2 separate regions of the Danio rerio genome follow, and region 1 is linked to region 2. Evidence: chromatin contacts called from public Micro-C data. All regions are on one chromosome and are shown on one strand. The core of a region is the stretch at or near the end of the contact, and the rest is flanking DNA. Distances in the headings are between cores, read along the strand shown. Region 1 overlaps pard3aa (par-3 family cell polarity regulator alpha, a). Region 2 overlaps pard3aa (par-3 family cell polarity regulator alpha, a).

What was found. Hi-C and Micro-C count contacts between places; a contact is called where the count stands out from the background.
Region 1: a contact with region 2 is called in a Micro-C map of caudal fin, with 2.6 times the contacts expected there. The contact joins two enhancer-like sites. A contact is called at or near these places in 2 of 18 Hi-C or Micro-C datasets (caudal fin and embryo).

Annotation. Positions count from the first base shown.
Region 1 is chr24:2,258,914-2,262,385 of GRCz12tu, reverse strand. All of the region lies in intron 2 of pard3aa (par-3 family cell polarity regulator alpha, a), which reads left to right. Among named protein-coding and RNA genes, the nearest start is that of pard3aa, 100 kb to the left of the region's middle. Within about 2 kb of position 1,590, at least 1 of the 62 cell types and tissues checked has an H3K27ac peak or open chromatin away from gene starts, as enhancers often do. A contact at or near this core is called in caudal fin, where this site is marked.
Region 2 is chr24:2,193,454-2,196,644 of GRCz12tu, reverse strand. All of the region lies in intron 2 of pard3aa (par-3 family cell polarity regulator alpha, a), which reads left to right. Among named protein-coding and RNA genes, the nearest start is that of pard3aa, 170 kb to the left of the region's middle. Within about 2 kb of position 1,919, at least 7 of the 62 cell types and tissues checked have an H3K27ac peak or open chromatin away from gene starts, as enhancers often do. A contact at or near this core is called in caudal fin, where this site is marked.

The DNA of each region.
Region 1 (3,472 bases), core at 341-2,840, 66 kb before region 2:
TTTCCCCTACTGTACAATATATATTTGTACAATAAATTAGTCAGTATATTATGGAATCAACAGTATTAGTTCAGTACTGTCTAGGAGGTGTTGGTTGTCAGTGTCTTTGCTCTGTGACTCTGGATGTTGCTGTGACTTTGACTCTGTCCTGCTGTGGATCTGGATCTGCAGCTTCTTCATCCAGATCTCCTCCTGTTGAGTTTTCTGGTGAATGACCTCTGCTGTGTCCCCTCAGTGTGACCCCAGCTCTGGTCTGACTGAGAGATCAACAAAACCTGCCCAAAAGCCTGCTGATGGAGCATCGGACTCATATGTCTGCATGCATCTGCTGGAGAAGCTGCCAGCTGGCCGGATTAGACAAACCCTCTCCTGAACTCCGGATGGGTCATTCCTTAATATAAAATTCGTTTAAAATTGATCTTACTTAAAAATGAATTAAGTTTATGTATATGTAATTTAAAAAACATATTACTAACTCAGAACTATATTTAAATATTAATAAAGCTAGTATTTTATTCACTCTTGAAAGTAATATATGATATACACTGAAAAAATATTTGTTGGATTTACTACATTTTTTTCATGCTTTTTAATTGTACCCAGTTGTAAAATAAGGGTTATAAGTGTTACGGGGTTAATTTATAACAATTTTTAAATTAAATTGTAGTCAGCTTTCTGTGAAATATAGTGTATTATTTATATTAAGTAAAACTAAAACCATAAGACTCAATAAGTTCAGCTAGATGCCAGATTTTTGTAGATGTCAAACTTTTTTTATGTGCTAAATTAATGGTAATTTAAATATAAAAATATTAATTAATTATATATATTTTTTAATTATTCATATAAGCAAAAAAAATATATATACTATAATATAAAATTTAAATTTTATAATATACTATATATAATTTTATATATACTCTTTTATGTGTTTATATTTATTAGAATGCCTTTAATTTATATTATATTTCATGTTAAATGTGTATAACCAGTGTTATTATAGTTATGAAAATTTACAGTTGAAATATACAATTGTTATATATTTGACAAATCATTAACTTTTTAATTTAGTAAACTGATAGTAGTACTGAAATAAACAACAGATAGATAGATAGATAGATAGATAGATAGATAGATAGATAGATAGATAGATAGATAGATAGATAGATAGATAGATAGATAGATAGATAGATAGATAGATAGATGGATGGATGGATGGATGGATGGATGGATGGATGGATGGATGGAATGATAGACAGACAGATAGAAAGAAAGATAGATAGATATGATATTGACGGATGGATAGATGGATAGATCAACAGATAGACAGGACGGTAGAACGATAGATAGAACAATATACCAAATGATAGACAGTAGACAGACAAACACACTAAAATAACTAACACTTACTAAATATATATCTGTGTGTGTGTGTGTGTGTGTGTTTGTGTGTGTGTGTGTGTGTGTGTGTGTGTGTGTGTGTGTGTGTGTGTGTGTGTGTGTGTGTGTGTGTGTGTGTGTGTGTGTGTGACTTGAACTGTTATGGCTAAACTTTAGGCCTAAAAAGTTAGCATACGTGCTAACCACCGACATGCTGAAAGTGTGTATGCATTTTTACCAGCACACAGATGTTCCCGCAGTGGAGAAAACACTTTACCGAGTTTCCCTCAGTTCTTCATTGAATATAAACCTGCGTTCTCATGCCTGTGCTGTTGTCTGACTGCCGAGCGCTGCTGTTGTTACTTTTTGAACCCTGGAGTATTTTCTCCAAGTGCTTTTTTCCCCCGGCTTGTCACGACGCGCTCCAGATTGTTTGGATCACACAGAAGCCAAAAGCTGCACGGTGTTTTGCACTAGTCACCTGAACTTTAATTAGTTTGGTCTGTTTGTGTTTCAGGAGGGACTGAAGACTGCTGTGCGGTCGCTTCAGTGTTCTGAGTCACAGCTGAGCCTGTGTGTGTATGTGTGTGTGTGTGTGCGCGTGTGTGTGTGTGCGTGTGTGTGTGTGTGTGTGTGTGTGTTTATTCACTGTTTCTTTGCCCTTGATTTGAATATCAAAGTCTTTATGGTGCATTTGTTGGCATTTTCAGGTGTGTTGACAGTGTGTTAATGTCAGGTGGAAAGTGTAAGTGACAGAAAGATTGCATCCACATGTAAATGTTATTCAGCAACCGAACACTCATGTTGATCAAGCAATGGTTTATAATATGTAAGATATTAAGAAGTAAATGCAGGATGTTGTTATCTCAGAATAAAGCCTGACAGGTTTATCAGCAGCTGTTGTATAAGACTAAAGTGTTTTATTCTGTGAAAACCACCGCCTGAATGTACTTTATCCCTCTTATTATATGGCTACTTGCTAAATAAATGTAAAAATTACACACAAAACATTGTTCTAAGCTATAATAGGTTATGAATGTTTTTATTTAAATGCTAAGCTCACAGACATGAAACCCACTGAAGGGAGTTTACACTAACCTGAACATTATTCAGTCACAAGGTGGCGCCAAACAATCAAAAACTCAAAGCTGACTGAAACAAAGCTGAATAAATACTCTTTTAAATACTGTAAATGGATTGAACATACAGTAAAACAAATAAAGAGTCCAAAAAAGTAAAGTTTTGTGTCGTTTAGATCATTTTAAATATGGGATTCTGGACATAAACATGTAAATGGTATTAATCAACCAGACACCCATATTGATCATGTAATTATCTATAATATATAAGAGATCAAGTACATTCAGGAGGTTGTTATCTCAGAATAAAGCCCGACAGGTTTATCTGCAGCCTGATGCAAAGCAGAACACATCTGTATAAAAGTGAAAACTTTTATTCTGCATAAACCACCGCCTGGATGTACTTTATCCCACTTATTACAAGGCTACTTGCCACAAAATGTAAAAATTTGACTCAAAGCATGGTTCTGATCCACAATAGGTTATTAATTCTTTAATTAAACACAAATGCTGACAGAAATGAAAACAACTGATGGAGTATACACTAACTTGAGCATTATTCAGTCACAAGGTGGCGCTAAACAGTCAAAAACTCAAAGCTGACAGAATCAAAGCTGAATTACTACACTTTAAATACTGTAAATGGATTAAACGTACAGTAAAACAATTAAAGAGTCTAAAAAATAAAAACAATAAAAATCAAGTATTGTGTTGATCGGCTCATTTTAAACGTGGGATTCTGGACATAAACATGTCAATGTTATTAATCAACCAGACACACATGTTGATCATGCAATGATCTATAATATGTAAGAGATAAAGTACATCTAGGATATTGTTATCTCAGAATAAAGCCTGACAGGTTTATCGGCAGCTGTTGTAGAAGACTAAAGTGTTTTATTCTGTAAAAACTGCCGCCTAAATGTACTTTATCCTACTTAATATATAACTACTTGCCACAAACCACAAATAAATTAGACACAAAACATTGTTCTAATCCATAATAGGTTATT
Region 2 (3,191 bases), core at 670-3,169:
ACTTCCTGAAATACTCTTTTGTGAAATAAACTAAGCTTTGGGGTTATCCAGCGCGGCTCTTTGATCCTTCCTCTCTATGTAATATTGGATGAACACAACATGTAGAAGAGAGAAGAGAACAAAGCATCACTGCTTGATTTGACTCCTGAATATTTTGCATTTTTTCGGAATGGATTAATTAATACGCATCAGACTGCAAGGTGCAAGGTTTGTTTTTGGAAATGAATATTTTTTGGATACAAATAATTTGGACTTTAGTATGCAAAGACCTTTTTTTCTGAGATAACCTCCTGGATGTACTTTATCCAACACAGGCTCATTACAGATACATGCTTAGGTCTACGTTTCTGGGGACAGCGAAATACTGAACTGGAGATACGTCTTCTTGCTGTTTTTGATTTTGCAAATCCACCAGAGGCCGCTGTGTATGCTTTTGATGATCTCAAGTTTCCCACCCCCGTCTCTAAACCCATCCGACAGTGCCTTTAATAGCAATCTAGAAAAAATAAAGCCATCGCAGCCACGTGTTTTCATAAAGGTTTCAGCCTTTTCTTTTTCTTTCTTTCTTTCTTTCTTTCTTTCTTTCTTTCTTTCTTTCTCTTTCTTTCTTTCTTTCTTTCTTTCTTTCTTTCTTTCTTTCTTTATTAATGTATTTATTTTTTAATTTAGTTTAAACTAGTTTCTGGGACTGTTCTTCACCAGAGTCAAACCCCACGGTTGCGGCCAACTCAGCTCTGTGTCTGTCTTAAGTCCATCAATGTACTCGGCGAGCTACTGGAGAAACTGGTAACACTGGAAAAGCCAGTGTTAAGTGGAGTTAAGTGGTCAGCTAGTAGCGCCAACAGGAATAGAATATATTGGCGACGTCATACCGACCTATAGCATTAATTTTAAATACAAAATTGAGCCATACGTACCTCTGGCTACATAATTCGCATTCTCCAGAAATGTAGACAGGGGTACATATCCACAATAAGCATTTGTTGACATTATACCTAACAGAACATATATGACCAATCAAGTATTTCAGAGAGCCACATACTATAAGTTAATGATAAAAACAATGTCCTCTAACCTACATTCTAACTTTGCCCCTTTACCTGTTCTCTTGGCAAAATCATTAAATTAGTATGACCTGATGAGCCATCTTGGTCATGCCAGCAAGACACACCACCCCGTGCCGCCAACACACCAGCCACACCCAGCATGGGCTGTTCTGACCTGGTTTTTCCAGTAGGTATGCCACTGATTTCTCTCCAGAACACCACTGTGAAGGTCATTGAGTGAGGTAGTGTGTGATAGAGAGAGAGAGAGAGAGACTTGGCAAGAAAGAGACAGGTTCAGGCCTGCAATCCCACACTGCTTCATCCATCACAGGCTTGATAAGGAGAATGTTTAATTACACGTCTTCACCCTCCACACCAAGCCTGCGCCACCGTCCTGCCCGCGGAGATCTCACTCCCTGGGACACACCGAGACACCCACCCACCCTGTCTGAAAGTAAGCCGATCCAGCAGTAAATCAATACTGGCCTAATTCTGAATAATTGAGGTTATTACAGTGCTGTCATGCTCACTGTGTGAATTCCCCACCGCATCCTCCAGCCTCTGCCCTCCCCTTCTCAACACGCCACACATTCAGATAATTAAAGATTTGAAAAGCGCTCCTTTTATTTTCATCTTTCCCCCTTTGTCTTGCGCTCTCCACTTTGATTTTGTCAGGCGTGATCGTGCACATCCTGCGCGTGTGATCTGTCAGCGGGAGATCTCGCTATTGTGAGCTGCATCTACTTCCTGTTTACCTGGCAACCGTGCTATCCCAGGCTGGAGGTGTGTGTTTCTTTTTTATGTCTCTGTACCGTTCAGTATTGATAAGCTCCGAGCGGACCATGTTTTCGAGGGGCACTAGAGGGCAGAAGATACACATGATAGAGTCTGCGGTGGAGCAAAGATCATTTTCACTCCTCACTGAAAGCTTGTGAAAGAGTTTTGAAGGAACACTTTATGAGACCTTTATGGAAGATAATAAAACCGCACTACATGTGCTGAAAGTTCATCGTGCTGAAAGGTTTATTGTTTTGTGTACAGATATCAAAAAAACATGAAAGATGCATCTATATACACACACAAACCCCAAATTTGATTTGAGAAGTAGAGCAGAACTCATCCAAAGCCACTTCGATGTGTTTTATCTCAGGTTGATGTTTTGCTGTGAAAGGAATCTTTTGTCTACACTTTTCTTGAAACCCAAATTCTGATTAACAGGACTTTGCTTCAGAAAGATTTCTGCTACTGATGCTTTCATTATTTGTCTGTAAAAACAACCTATTAATTTTATTTATATACTTATCCCTTTAACTGCTCCACCAAGAAAAAAAAACAATGTTTTTGCATTTCTTAGCTCCTAATGTCACTCGTTAACACACATTTTTGCAACACATGCCCTAATTTCTAAAATATCAGCCTCTATCAAATGATGGATATGTCAGTTTATGGTTAAAGTACCTTGGGCTTATTACATGTACCTTGAAAAATCTGAATATATGAAGTGTAAGACCAATTTATAAAAACAAAAATTAAAACTAAAAATAAAACATTTTTACTAAATCATTTTACTAAATCACCTTTATTTTGAAGTATGCCATAAAATATTTCAGATTCTTATTTAACATGCATTTATGTGAATAATCACTGAATGCTGTTTGTTGACACATTTAGCATGTATTTGGGCATTGAAGAGTAAAATTATTTTATTTTATTACCCCTTCTTTCTTTTAATAATTTAATTTAATTTAATTTAATTTAATTTAATTTAATTTTTATTTTATTTTATTTTATTTTATTTTATTTTATTTTATTTTATTTTATTACCCCAGAGTCTTTCTTTTATTTTAATTTAATTTAATTTAATGTAATTTAATGTAATTTAATGTTATTTAATTTAACTTAATTTAATTTAATTTAATTTAGTTTAATTTAATTTAATTTAATTTAATTTAATTTAATTTAATTTAATTTTATTTAATTTAATTTAATTTTATTACCCCAGAATCTTTCTTTTAATAGTTTTATTTTATTTTATTTATTTTTATTTTATTTTATTTTATTTTATTTGATTTTATTTTAGTTTAGTTTATTTTATTACCCCAGATTCTTTCTTTAAATTATAAATTTTATTTTATTTTATTTTAT